Linked DNA regions of Gossypium hirsutum: region 2 is linked to region 1. Evidence: chromatin contacts called from public Hi-C data. All regions are on one chromosome and are shown on one strand. The core of a region is the stretch at or near the end of the contact, and the rest is flanking DNA. Distances in the headings are between cores, read along the strand shown. Region 1 holds the start of LOC107961963 (pyruvate, phosphate dikinase regulatory protein 1, chloroplastic). Region 2 holds the start of LOC107961971 (homeobox-leucine zipper protein MERISTEM L1).

Evidence for each region. Hi-C and Micro-C count contacts between places; a contact is called where the count stands out from the background.
Region 2: a contact with region 1 is called in a Hi-C map of leaf, with 2.2 times the contacts expected there. The contact joins the promoter of LOC107961971 here to the promoter of LOC107961963 in region 1. A contact is called at or near these places in 3 of 34 Hi-C or Micro-C datasets (callus, leaf and seedling).

What each region holds. Positions count from the first base shown.
Region 1 is chrA06:115,328,780-115,336,326 of Gossypium_hirsutum_v2.1, reverse strand. It overlaps LOC107961963 (pyruvate, phosphate dikinase regulatory protein 1, chloroplastic), which reads left to right and starts at 5,033. Exons shown (of 3, transcript XM_016898153.2): 1 at 5,033-5,794; 2 at 5,970-6,609; 3 at 6,805-7,115. The coding sequence starts at 5,369. The coding sequence ends at 6,908. It overlaps LOC107961964 (a long non-coding RNA gene), which reads right to left and starts at 1,400. Exons shown (of 7, transcript XR_005928794.1): 1 at 1,181-1,400; 2 at 755-904; 3 at 553-670; 4 at 111-470.
Region 2 is chrA06:115,840,776-115,848,322 of Gossypium_hirsutum_v2.1, reverse strand. LOC107961971 (homeobox-leucine zipper protein MERISTEM L1) reads right to left here and starts at 4,078. Exons shown (of 12, transcript XM_016898160.2): 1 at 3,400-4,078; 2 at 2,701-2,965; 3 at 2,488-2,605; 4 at 2,161-2,349; 5 at 1,635-2,072; 6 at 1,443-1,544; 7 at 1,130-1,330; 8 at 856-1,030; 9 at 470-741; 10 at 279-374; 11 at 1-187. The coding sequence starts at 2,921.

The DNA.
Region 1 (7,547 bases), core at 3,784-6,283:
ATAGATACAATCAATAGGCAGGACAGGACAGACAATAAGGAGCTGGAGTTAGTCTCAGATCTAATTGATTGTTCGAGTAGAAAATGGAAAACAGAGTTGATATGCAGTACCTTTAATGAAGAGGTAGCTCACAAAATATTGCAGATCCCTATTGCAGGAACTAGTCATGCGGATTTTCAAGTTTGGAAGGGAGAATAGTCGGGAGAGTTTTCTGTACGTAGTGCCTATAAACTATTACAGAATTCTTTACTAGATTCTAGAAGTTATTTATTACAGGCCGAATCTAAAAAATTTACAGCAAACTATGGAGTTTACAGCTTCCCACAAAAGTTGCAATAACGATCTGGCATATTTCCTAGAATTACATGCCCACGTTTGTCAACCTTAGGTGTAAAAGGGTACTCACGAACATCCAATGCCTCCGTTGTAGCTCGGGGGATGAGGATGCTCTCACATATGCAGACACTGTCCTACAAGTATAGAAGTTTGGCAGCTTTTAGATATCTCTTGGGTCAATAATAACTTAATCTTTGAGCTATGGGACTTGCTTACCTGGGTATTCATGAAAGGGTCCGAGGAGCAGAGTCGATTTTTCTGTTATGCTTTATGGCTTATCTAGTATTCCAGAAACCAGCTTGTCCATGAGCAGGTGTCTATAACAGGAAGACAACTATCACAGAAAATTATAAGTTATAAGGCTGAGCAAGAGGAAACGAGAGCAAAGTAGGAAAGCCTAGATAAGGCTAGAAGATACAGAAATATGGAAGCCTTATCAACGGTTAAAGTGCACTTTGACATGGCGTTTGACAAAAGAACTTTCAAATTTGTGTCCGGAGTGGTGGTTTGGGGCCTCAGAGACAAATTGCTGGCCTCGAAGACGATCCTTCACAATAATGTTCCATCTCTGTTCGCGGCAAAAGCATATGCAGGATTGGAAGCAATTAAGTTAGGGATCTTAATGGGTTTTCAAGAAGTACAAATCAAAGGGGATTCGTGAACAGTAATCAGAAAGTGTCAATCAACTGAAACAGATAGATAAGCAATAGGAACAATCATACGGGATATTCAAAGTAAGAGTGTTCATTTCCAAACAATAAAATTCCAACATATTCTCAAAATAGAAAACTCGTGTGCCCATAAGATTGCAAAAGAAGCTTTAGCGAGCGGAGTAACCTTTTACCTGGTTCAAGAAGACCCGAATCTGCAAAATTTGTTTCCGAAAGGACGTTGGGGAAGGAGACCAGACTAGAAGATGATGGAGAGAAGGGGGTGAAGTTTAGGGGATAGCAATGGATGTATTTTATTTGGGCAGAGCTATCGACATAATGGATGGACAACCTTGAAATTACGATTCAAAAAGCATTGTGGAGTCCAGCTATCATTGAAATTACTGGGGCTGAGTAGGTTTATCTTCTGTCTATATGCATTTAATATTTTGTCAGTTTCTACTTTATTCCTTTTCTTTAAGTTTGCTTTTTAGAAACTTAGGATTATTGGTTATATTCTGAGGCGGGCAGGTCTAAGGCCCACTTTTGTAATTACTTTCTTTATTCATTAAATAAAAGCTCAGTCATTTATATTTAAAAAAAATTATTGTGAAATTATTATGTTTAATTTGTTTAGATTTTTATTTAACTACTTTTGTTAATTTATATTTATTTAATGTTAATTATAAATAAATTTTATTTAAAATTAATTTTTCTTTGAATTTATATTATTTCGTGGATAGATTTGAATTTTTGTAGATTCGAATCTGATTGAAAATGCTAAATTTAGATTTTTTTACATATTCAAATGTCCAACATATAATAATATTGAGTAGTAATATTTGAATAATTTATGAACTCAAATTTTTAGATAAATTTGGAGAATCAAATAATTTTAAAAAAAAAGCACGGATATCCGGTTACTGCCAAGGACTTGCATTGTTCATGAAGTACAGGCTAGGCCTGCGAAACTTCATTTCAATCACTTTTATAAGATGCTTCATTACAATCTGATGATTCTAGAGGAAAAAAATTGAAATGATTGTACCTTATTCGTAGAAAATAATTGGACTTCCAAGTATGGATAATACTTGGAGGAGTCTTCAAAGGTTCAAGCTCCTCCGCAATCACCGTCACAGGCCAGTGGAATTTAATTTGAGCGGTGGAAAATTCAATTCACCGAGGCAGTTGAACAATGCAACCCTTGACTCCTTAAAAGACTCAAATCCATCCTCAAACAAGTCCTTTCTCCAACATATTAATTTAAACATTCAAAATTGACTTTTTGCGGCTCATGTTAGGCCTGATATCATGTGTGGAGAGATTTTGTCTTTTTTGATAACGAGGTGATTAAAGTTTTCATTAATGATGGTTAATATTCCCTAATCAATCCACAATGAGATGAGGTGAGAGAACAATAGTCGATATGATTGCGCACACCACCAAATCGTTGCCGCTAGCACCATTATCATGTCATTGCGTTAGAAGGTCTCATTTGAAAATCCTTTCTTCTTTTCTTACAATTAAATGCTAAAAACTAAGTTCTTCCATTACGGGGTTAAAATTTTAGTTTGGTAAATTTTATGGCCTTAAATAATTCTTTTGTTTCAAATCTACCTAAGTCAGTATATCTCTTAAAAGTGAGAATTCTCAAGGGAAATTCTCCAAGGCACCAAAACAAAGCCAGAACAAACTCAAAAGAAAAAAGTACTTGAATCAAACTAAAAATACGAAAACAATGCACGCAAGGTGTTTGAGTAAATGCTCTCAAATATATTCAATAGCAACGAATGGGATGATTACAAATGAAGTACTCTATTTATAGTTGAGCTCTCCCAAATTCAATGGTATAATTTAAACTACACCGATGATAAAGATTAAAGACTATCTACAAGATGAGAGTCCTAAGGGATTTAAACTTTATACAATTTTATCCCTTAGGATTTACAATATTCACCATGGTAACTCTAGTTTTATTGGAGTGTTCCACTAGGCCCCTAAGACTTTAAGTAGATGGACTTCTCCATATGTTTCACGAATTGAGCTAATTCAAGTGGATCAAATGAACCCCATGAGACGTTTTGTGTGCATTTGTCATAAGTTTCGACCCGTGGCTTGTTGACCTGCCATTAATTATAATGGTAGTTTAAATACATTTTGGCACTTGACAAAACTTATTTTCTTGACATTTTATAATTAATTATTAAATTTCTAATATTAATAGCTTAGAATCTATATATTAATAAAATAAGTGTTTTGACACATTTTCTAATGTTTCGATGATTCGTAAGGCCAACATGGGTCTCAGGAGTGATTAATGGGCTAATTAAGTGTGTAGGATGCCAATTCAAGTCCAAGAATACAAGGAATAATCATCGGGCTGCAAGACAAGGGAGCCCAACAGAACAAAGAAGTTGTCAATGCTAAAAAGCATTTCATCTCGTGACGAGGAATTTCCCCTTGTCATGGCGACGCGACGATCATCAGAAGGCATTCACGATAGCGATGTTGTGACGAAGAGTCATTTTACGTCAGGATGACTTGACAAAGGCAGGCCAAAATGAGCTAAATCCTAGGACGAAACTCTTGGGATATTTTCATATTTAGACCCTAGCAATCTAAGATTATATTGTATTAATTAGTATCTAAATGTATCTTGTGTTATGTGGGCACCAAATAGCTTGTAGCCTATATAAGTAACTTTAGGGTAATCGGGATTGGTAGACAGGACGGTGTAGACTTAGACAGATAGTTTTTACTATTCAGTTTTCTTTGTATTTTATTTTGATGTTCGCTTAGTTGGAACTTATCTGTTCCGATGTGAAAACAATTACGAGCGAAGATTGCTCTGGATCTGCGCTTCAATATATTTATCAATAAGCATTCTCTTCACTCTTCTATTTTATTATTTTATTTATATTTCATTAATCTGATCAATTAACATTTGTATGAATATTAGAATAATTTCTTGTGCTTTATTCATATCTTGCATGATTCGATTATTAAATTGATTTATCTGTTAAGTGGTTATTTATCTGAAATTGGTTGTTTATTCAAGAGTACTTAGTATATTAGGGAGAGACGCCCCTGATAGAATATCTAGACAGGTGAGACCGAAAGGGTATCTTGTCGTTTATACCTTGTGCCAAACAATGAGTTTGAGAGGGTATTCGTATGCCTAGGAAGAGACTAAAAGGGTGACTTAGGTAGTAATCCTTAGTGAAGATGAGACCGAAAAAGTATTTTTAACTAAGAGTGATAAATAACTCAATCGATGATAATTAATTATTTAATTAGATAAGCTAGAGGCTCGCATTGCCAACACTAGAAAATGGAAATTCCCTTAGGTTAATTTTAGATTAATTAATTTCATTAGTTTAATTAATCTTTTAATTTGGATTCACACTACTAATTTGTGACTTGATTAGATTAGTAATTATTTTCTATAGTTAATTTAATAATAAGTTTCTCCAATCTGCAATCTCTTGGGTACGATCCTCAGAATACTTATTGGTGTTCTATTGTAACGCTTACTATATTACATTTGACATGTACATTTGCAGATACCGCACTTAAATATTTATATTTTTATTTGCACATTTTTAACTTTAAACGTTCGCACATTTAGATGCGGTCTCCTATCACACTTGCATCCAATTATTATGTAATTAACCTCCACTAAGTGAATAAACTTAACACAAAACTTAAAAAAAAATGAAAAGTAATATTTAATTAATATTTTAAGTGACATCAAAATGTTTACGTATTGTAGTTAGTTATCATGCTAGTCTCACACACTAGAGGCCCCCAGTTCAAACTCGGGCCCAGACATGTTTATTCTCTTTTGTGATTTCTTTTTGGTGGTCTCTCAGTATGGCATGCATAAACCGACATCAACACCTTCTCTCATGAATGTTACCATAAAAAAGGCATTATGTGATTGGATCCACTTCCCCATAGTTTGGAGGCTCTTTTATCCATTTTATTTTGTTTAAACTACATGCAATATTCTCTCAATCCTCCCATTAACTCATTTAAAGCCCTCACTGAAATTTTCATGCACCAAACAATGGGTTCAACTTCCTATTGAATTCGCATTTATATCCAAGAATCCATATCCCTCCCATCATTTCCCAATAAAGTGAGATCCTTGTAATATGATGAAAGATGAGAATCAAATTGATGTTTTTATTTCAAATGGGAATAAATATCTTAGATTTTTAATATCCAATTCAGTCCAACTTAGTTGGTGGGTTCATATTTCATTAACCTATTGTTTGGATTTTGCTACCATTTTTTGGCCCGAGATCCTTCCACCTCATAATTTTCAGACAGGTAAATAAAATTAGATTACAAGAAAAGCAAATGAAGCAAAACTAAGAATGCTCGCTTGTCCTTGCTCCGCCTTCAACCTCCGGGCCACGGCCACCCCGGCCAATCCCGATATTTCCGACCCAGAACCCGAGCCCAAAGTTCGGAAACTAAAAGGTAGCCCACAGTTCAACAGATGGTACCGTGCACGAGCCTTAAGGTCGGGCCACAAGCTTGAACGACCGAGCCACGGGACTGGGGCGCTTGAGGTGAACCCCTCAGCTCAACGAATCAGTGAGACCTTGTCTTTGGAACCCACTTCAACGGCAAATGACAGCGATCGTGAGGTGGAGGTAACAGACTCGGGGAAGCCAATTTATATGGTATCTGATGGAACTGGATGGACGGCGGAGCATTCCGTTAACGCAGCGTTGGGGCAGTTCGAGCATTGTTTGGTGGATCGTGGTTGTCCCGTAAATACCCATCTCTTCTCTGGGGTATGTTTGTTTCATATTTCAGAACTTGTTTCAGTTACTAATTAATCCAAGTTTAGTTGTTATTCAAGTTGATGTATTTGTTGTAGTTAGTGATGAAACTAGAACTTGTAGTGTTTTAAAAACTGGGAAATCATTTAGATTGGTTGAATGACAATGATGATCTGCAATTGTTCAGATTGATGATGTTGAGAGATTGATGGAGATTATAAAGCAGGCAGCCAAGGAAGGTGCATTGCTTGTATATACTTTAGCTGATCCTTCCATGGCAGAGTCCGCCAAGCAAGCTTGCAAATTGTGGGGTATACCATCGACGGATATATTGGGTCCAATTACAGAGGCTATTGCTGCTCATTTAGGTGTCTCACCTTCTGGTCTTCCCCGTGGAGCAGCTGGAAGAAACATCCCTCTCTCAGATGAATACTTTCGGCGGATTGAAGCTGTTGAATTTACAATCAAGCAGGATGATGGGGCTCTACCTCAAAACTTAAGCAAGGCTGACATTGTGCTCACAGGTGTTTCTCGTACTGGGAAGACGCCGTTATCAATTTATCTAGCACAGAAAGGATATAAAGTAGCCAATGTGCCTATTGTGAATGGAGTGGCTTTGCCAAAGGGACTTTTCGAAGTAGACCCTGAGAAGGTTTTTGGTTTGACTATTAATCCCTTGGTCTTGCAAACTATTAGGAAAGCAAGGGCTAAGAGTCTGGGTTTCGGTGACAATGCAAGGAGTAACTACTCGGAGATGGCTTATGTGAAAGAGGAGTTGGAGTTTGCTCGCAAGGTTTTTGCTCAAAATCCTACATGGCCAGTCATCGGTAAACATAATTAATTTACTTATTTTTGTTTAACTCTCCCAACTGCTTTGATTCCTTGACATGGAGATACTTAGAGATCATTATTAAGCTTAAGATGATTAAAAATATGGTAAATTTTGATATTAAGCAGTTAAAGATGTTTGACATATTCATCTGATGAACCTTGGGCTCACCTACTGGTCCTTATCCTTGCAGAAGTTACTGGTAAAGCAATTGAAGAAACTGCTGCTGTTATATTGAGGCTCTACCATGACCGTAAGCAAAAGTGTTCAATGCCACGAATATCAAAACGTTACTAATGAAGTCATGAGATGGAAAATTACTTTTTCTCCAGGTATGCTGGAGTAATAGGACTTTGCTGCCTTGTAACTACTGAGAAAGGAGGGGGGGGGGGTTTGATGAAATTAGTTACAATTTACATGTACAATGCCAGTGCTTTACTGGTTATGAACTATAATACTAACTACTATTCTATAATGATGCAATACAACTATGTAGTTTACTTATGCAGTTTGTCCTACAACAAACTTTTCTTTCTGTCAATTTAACATATAAAGATTCTTAATAAAGTGGCAGCCATTATGTGTTACAAGTGGTTTTTATTATTGAAAATATATTCTAAAGGGGCTACTTCATTATCTTCCGAACCTGATATATTGATTGTTGAGGAAATTAGTACCAGAACGAGTGCAAGGTCTAGCTTGTCTTTAATCATTCGTTTATTATTTTGGTTTATTTGAGTCTGCATTTTCTCCCCACTGGGGGATATATAAAACTTGTATCTGGTTTTATCCAAGAAGCTTGAATCCGTATTTTCTAGGTGCTCTTGAATTCCTTACCTTAAGAGGTTTTCCATTTGTCAATGACTACAATGTTCTGAATCAGTTTGCTGAATGCCATTATGAAGTTTGTTTTAGTCCTATAGTTGAATTAGTGAT
Region 2 (7,547 bases), core at 2,829-5,328, 510 kb before region 1:
TAACTCCTGGACCATCGGGTAGAATTGCGAAACCGGATGGCAATAGTGCGAGATAATCCGGGTCCCCCCCACTTAAGACGACGTTCATTGCAACAATATCGACCGGGGCATATATCACATAGGACCCTGTAGCATCAGTGCAGCTCTCTTGAAGTATCAACATGTTGCTTTGGCTAGAGTTTGCACTCTGCAGATCGGTTTCCAGTTAGAGATGTTAACTTAATGGATGATTGTCGTCAATTAAAGATCTAAAGCATGTGTTTAACTTGCCAACTTACATTTACGCGCAGTAAAGAGACACAATTGCCTGGATCACGACCATTAGCTATGTGAGCCATTTCTTGAACTAGGCCACCATTTGATAGGATATCCCACTATAAATTCAATTTAAAAACTGCAAATTAGTATAATATTCTAACATAAAAAGTGTACCATTGTTTTGGCTTTATTGGAAGCTTAGTTAATGTACCTCACTTCTAGAGTTCTCATCCCTTAGGAAATCAAATACCCTCTTTGGTGGAACTGGGATCCAGAAGGAAGTTGCAGCACTAAGTACAATACCAGGAGGCCTTCCTGGATCATCCATGCTCTTTCGGGTCATAACCCGCACATCATCGGAGCCTGTTGCCGATAAACTTGTCCAAGCATGGGCCGTAGAAGCACCAACACCTGTACAAAAGCTAGTCACCATCCTCTCTGCCAACTTCAACATACTTTTCCTCCCTTCTAGGCTTGTTATAACTGCAGAGATCAAAAGGAAGCGATATGGTAACATCAGAGAAACATGGAATGCACTGCATTCAACAAGGTATCCCTAGGACTAAGAGAATTATAAGCTGCTAAACATGGTGTTACCGCATAGATCCCCTGCCGGAATGTTACTGGCCATTGAACTTGCTAGACGCTCACACTGTCGATCTAACGTAGCCACCCAACGTTTTGCTCCAAAAGCTAGACCGGAATTAACTACTGGTCTGTATATGTTGTGGATAGCTCTATCATCCACTTCTACATGCTCGACCCATATAACCTGAAAGTATAATGAAAACATGACATTGTATACACGTTAAGCGGCAACATAAAATGCAGCCCAACAAATATATACTCATTGAAATAAAGAGTAAGTTACCTTAGAGTATCCATTTGGCAATTCTTGGATCAAGCAACCTGAGGGCCTTCTTCTACACTTGGACATTGGGTTAGGGCGTAAATTATCCAAGGAAACATCAACCACTGCCCAAGTTCCATCAATATGCTGCTTACAGTACCTCACGAAATAATTTTCCCGAGTTGGTACAAGTGGTGAAGGGACTTGGAACTCAGCCGTCATCTGAAAATGCAAGATGTTAGGCATGCTTTTAGAGCTTAGGGAAAGAGCATGCATGCCAGAAAGTTTTATTAGATTGGTATTGAAAAGAAAAGCATATAGATGTACTTAGTACCACTTGCAAGGCTCCATTGTAGTTTCCTGCAACTCCAGTTGATAGGACTTCTAAAGTCATAGCCCTTGAAACAATACCGCAAAACACACTTGACCATTGATTCTGGAAATCAATCGTTTTTGTCATAAATAAATGGGGGTGGATCTAAAAATTTATATAATGGACCCAAACTTGGGGAAAAAAAAATCCTACCACATCCATGAGAATCTCAACTAAGTTGACATGATTCATGATGACAACTGCAGATTCTCTTGAAGCTTCAGACCTCAACCCCAAAGGCTTTGGTCCAATTCCCCTAGGGAAAGTTCTTAAGTATTCATCTTCGCTCAACACATCTATAGAATTGTCCCCAGGAACCCACAAAGGTTCCCCAGATTGGGCCATTCGTATTAGTTCCTCCATTGCAGCAACAGCAAGCTCAACAATCATGGGCTTATCCGCTTCTGTAGGTCCAGAGACAGACCTCAGAAGATCACCACTGCGATCCATTTCCCCTACAAATCCTGATTGTGTCCCGAAATTGCTAGCTCCAAGATCAACAGAGCGCGAATGTAAATGAGATGAAAGGTGAGGCAAAGAAGATAAAGGCTTGCCAACATATTTAGCAGCTATTCCAGATATCCTATCAATCTGTAATACAAGAAAACCAAAATATAAAAAGTACAATAAAAAGGTAACTTGATAATAAGATGGGATGTGTGAGGCATTTTTCAATCACCTCTTCCCTTAACCGAGCATTTTCTATTCTCAAAAGTTGCTCATCAAATGACATCTCTCCAAGGGCAGCTGGGCCTCCACAGCTGGGGCATGTAGCATTGCTGAGAGCTTCCTTGTACCTATTATTCTCGGCTCGGAGTTTTTCATTCTCAGCCTTCAGTATAGCATTTTCATGGCGTTCATGTTGGGCCTGTTAATGAAGGTGAACTTTAGCAACTAAGCTAGGAAAGCTTACTACATAGACAGAAAAGCTTAATCATAAAACAAGTCTAAATACTTAAATAAGCAGATTAGAGCTCCTGATTTTCACCTATATATGGAAATATACCTTCATTTGGGTGCGCTTGTTTTGGAACCAAAACTTGACTTGAAGAGGTTCTAACCCTAGCTCACGGCCAAGCTCCTTCCTTTGCTTATCATCAGGGTGAGGGCACTCCTTAAAGAATCTGAGCAACAAAGTGTCAAAACAATCAATTCCCCAAAGAAGAACTAGTCATGTTAATATTTCTTATCTTTAAGTAAGAGGAAAAAAAAAACTTACGCTTCCATCTCCTGGATTTGACGCTGGGTATGACGATGATAACACTTCATTTTAGGGCGTTGGTCAGGATCTTGATCATCTCCAGAGGGAGCATCCATAGTTTCAGTGACTGATTTGATCTCATAATCATCATCCCTGACCTTCCCCATTAGTTCACTTTCCGAGGTCTTATGAGACATGTCGAACATATGGGGACTCTCAAATAAGTTGGGGCTAAACATGTTAACAAAGTGCTCGAATGTCGACGGTATGGATATTCTGGGTTCTGCCGAGAGAACATACACAAATCAAGCAAACTAAAATAAAGGGGGAAAAGGGTTAAATAAACTGTAGAACAGTAACGAAAGACACAAAATGTAAATACAAAGAAGTCATAAAGAAGGTTAAAAAAGTCAAAACCAGTGCATGACAATCGAATCGTCGAAACATTTGGAAGGCAAATAAACAGTGGAGCTGTAAACCATATACCATCTCTCTTTCAAAGAAAAAAAGTTTTAGTTCGCTTATCGAGAAGGATTTTTCTTTGAATATCTTAATAACCAACTGCTACTATATTTAAAGGTAGCATATACTTCGAAGATTAAAATGATGGATTAGTCGAAAGCTTATCGTAATCTATTCCCATGGGAAAAGTGAAAGAACCTCGGAGAAATAAAAAGAGCAGCAAAAGTTGGGGAAAAAAAGGAGGAAAGAAATTACCTTATATATGGATTATTTGGAGGAGGAGACTAAGAGCTTAGGGCAACTATTTTCTTGTCTTAAATGCAGTGGTAAGTTGGTCACTAGAAATCTCATGTTGGGAGACATAGATAGCCGATGACCTTTAAAACCCTAACCAGCAGCAATACATGCTACACATATCAGTCTCTTGCTTGTTAGATTCTTGGCCCCGGTTTCCTATATTGGTGGTATTTAGGTTGATTTTGATAGAAAGTCCCCACAAACCAAAGATTACAAACACTTTTTGCACTCTCTCTTGATTCTCAGCAAAGCTTTATAAGCGAATTTATGAAAGAGAGAATGGCAAATGTTGTGAACACAGATCGGGTGCTATAAACAAGCTGGTCCAGGGAAAGAAATAGGTTTTGTGAGTAGAGACTTTTTAAAGGGCCGTATAGGCAAAACAAAAGAAAACCCTTTTGAACATTGTTGAGAAAGATTAATGAAAGGAGGCTTTAGGGTGGTTTTTAAGAGTTTGGGGTCACTGGTTTGACAGACCTACCTTGAGAGAGAATAGGGTTAAAGTCTAGAGAGAGAAAGGGGTTTGAAGTTCCTAGGGGGGGTTGAGGAAAATGAAGAGAATTGAAGAAACAGGTGGAGAGGATGTGGCAGCTAAGGAGTTAATAGCAGAGCCCATCGAGAGGGTGCAATAGCATTTATGGTGGGTGAGAGGTGTAATTGCGAGTGATAGAAATAAAAATTATAGAAAGAGAAAAACATCTCCCCTTCCCTACCCTTTCTTTAAATTAACTTTGTAAGCTTTCAACTAGTTTTCAGTGTCTCAGCTCCAATATTGATAGGTTTTACTAATAAGCATGCAGGTATAGGATATATATATATTTGTAGATAAAAGAAGTTAAATATATTTACTAATAACAGGACTTATATCTAATATCAATACTGTCTTGTAAAATTTTCATCTCAATCAACTTGGAGCAACATCATAAATTCTCAAATCAAGAGAAATATTTCTTCCTAATATTGTCATGAAATCTGCAACAATATTCACTGTGTACACATATAGTATAAAAAGTTTAAATTTTTCATAAGATAAAAGATATAATTGATATCTCACAAGTTTAAATCATAACGACTACTTTCAAATATTTATTGTTTTGTTTTGGAATTAAATATTTGCTTTATATATGGTTGAATATTATACTAATTAATTTCCCCATCAAATTACATGAAAAGCAAATTAGAGCTGCTGCTAGAATAACTGAAATATATTTAATCTTTCGGCTTGCTCTCAAATCTTCCAAGAAATTATTGAGTCTGAAGGATACAGGCTATGATCTGCATTTGCAGATTTCAGACGCATTATATATCATGTCCATGCATGCATGCCTACCAAAATCTATGTGGTGCAATTCTCATAATTGCTAACCAAATTTAATCTCGTCTCTTCCTTTTGACATATATGCATACATATAATCATATCCGGTCGGTATATGAATTAATTCAACTCATCTGTGATCTGTTTTATGTATTTATTTACTTTTATTGCATTAATTATCGACATTGAAAGGGTATTGCAGATTGCACAACCAACAGCTAAAAGAATAGTACAACTTTAACGTTTTTTTCCTTTCATATTTGACATATTACCCAAGATTTTGTTATAATATTGTGCCTGGGTAGCTCCTTTGCATTAGCTACCTAACTACTCTAACATTTATTATCTTTCATTATTTTTTCTAATAACAAGTAATTCATTCTTTTATTTTTTTGATGGGACATGAACTTTAAAGTGATTCATTAAATAAAAGTACCATATTCCGTATACGATTAAACATTTACATTTTTCTTTGTAACCATGCTTGAATTCAAAATAGCAAGCTTATTTGGTCATGTATCTAAGGGTGTAGGCCAAACATTTTGTTGCTCATTCTTCTTTTGCTCCTTAGACATGCTTCTTCTGCTGCTCTCCTTGAGACATGTATTCAATTATTTTCTCACTAACATTTGTTTACGGTAAATGTTAAAATCTCATTTCCTTCTCCTTAAACCACCGAAACAAAAAGAGTTTAGGTCTGAAGAATAGATTCATGATGAAATTGTTACTACAAAAGTTCGGTGAGGAAAGTTTGAACAAACGATTAATAACTCAAACAGAAAACGAAGAAATAGGACAAGGCTCCAAAGCATGTATCAAACCACTATCTTTAAGGATCTAATCGTCCCACCTATACTTGGTGTGCAAATGAGTTTCAAGCAAATAAATCTCGAGGATACAATGAAACCTGATGACTATTTGTGTTTTGCATTGACGAAAATAGTCCACTGAGCACTGGGCAATGTATAACAAGAAAATCAATTTCTATAAAAAAAATTCTGCAGGAACTCTTTATAGAATAATCTAATAATATTAGAAGATGGAGGAAAGATAGAAATAATTTTAGAACTTGGTGATATATTTCCAAATAAATCCCATTCCTATTTATAGGAATTTTTATTTCTCTTTATATAGACATTTTTCAAGAGTGCCCCCATAATTATAACACTCTAACATATTTATGTTATGGGTCTATTAAGATTATATTACTCATCATTCCTTTATCATTACGGGTATCTAGCACTTTAATTTTAGGATAGATATATTTATAGTGCTAGCAGTCACATACTAATGATGTACTTTATCTCATTGGACTTAAGACGTAACGTTATACCAAGCATTGAGTCGAGTTTCCGTTATAGGTAACTCTCATAAATGGGCATGAGTCACATCTCTTTTGAGATCTTGTTGACTACATCTCTAGCAAGACTTTTTGTCAAAGGATCTACCAAATTTTCACTTGACCTCACATAATTAATAGTGATCACTCCATCAAAGATTAATTTTCGGCCATAGCTATATCTAAATCCAATGTGTTTAGACTTTACATTATATACTTAGGTATATGCCTTTGCTAGAGTAGTCACACTTTCACAACGGATAGAAATAGGTGAAATTGATTTAGATCATAGAGGTACATCATAAAGCAATTTTCTTAACCATTGTGCTTCTTTAAATGCAACGACTAATGCAATAAATTTGGCTTCCATAGTGGAATCAATAATACATTTTTGTTTTTCAGAACCTCAAGAAATGACTCCTCCATCAAGAATGAAGATCCATCCACTAGTAGGAGCATAATCTTCCAAACTTTTAATCCAACTAGCATCCAAATACCTTTTTAAAATTAAAGGATATCCATTATAGCACAAACCATAGTTAATAGTTTTCTTTAAGTACCTAAGTACTCTATTCAAAGCTTGTTAATGCAAACTACTTGGATTACTTGTGTATCTACTTAATTTCCAACAACATATGCAATATCATGTCTTGTATAAGTCATTATGTACATAAGACAATCAATTAGACATATTTCAATTGATCAAATTTCCTACCAGCATTAGATACTAATTTTATTTGAGGATCCATGGGTGTAAATGCTAGTATACAATTGAAAATATCAAACTTTTTAAACACTTTTTGAATGTAATGTGATTGTAATAAAGCTATAGTGCTTTCCTCTTGGGTTATTTTAATCCCAAGAATAACATCTGCTACACCCAGATCCTTCATAGCAAAGTTATTTGATGAGAATTTCTTTGTGTTTTCAATTTGTTCCAAATCTGTGCCAAATATGAGCATGTTATCTACATATAAGAAAATTATGACACCTTTTCCATTTTCAAATTTCCTATATATGCATTTATCAAATTCATTTATTTTATAGCCATTAGCTAGAACAACCTTGTCAAACTTTTGGTGTCATTGCTTTGGTGCTTGTTTAAGTCCATATGGAGATTTAATAAGCTTACATCTTATGATCCTATCCTGGAACAACAAATCCTTTCAGTGTTCAATGTACACTTCCTCTTCCAATTCACCATTTAAAAATGCAGTTTTAACATTCATTTGGTGAACAACCAAATTATACATTGAGGTAAGTGATATTAATAGTCTAATCGTAGCAATTCTTGCTACTGGAGCATACATATCAAAGTAATCAGTACATTATTTTTGTGTAAAACCTTTGGCTAACAACCTTGTTTTAAATTTATCAATAGATCCATTGACCTTCATTTTCTTTTTGAAGATCTATTTACAACCTATTGGTCTGGAACTTGGTGGAAGATAA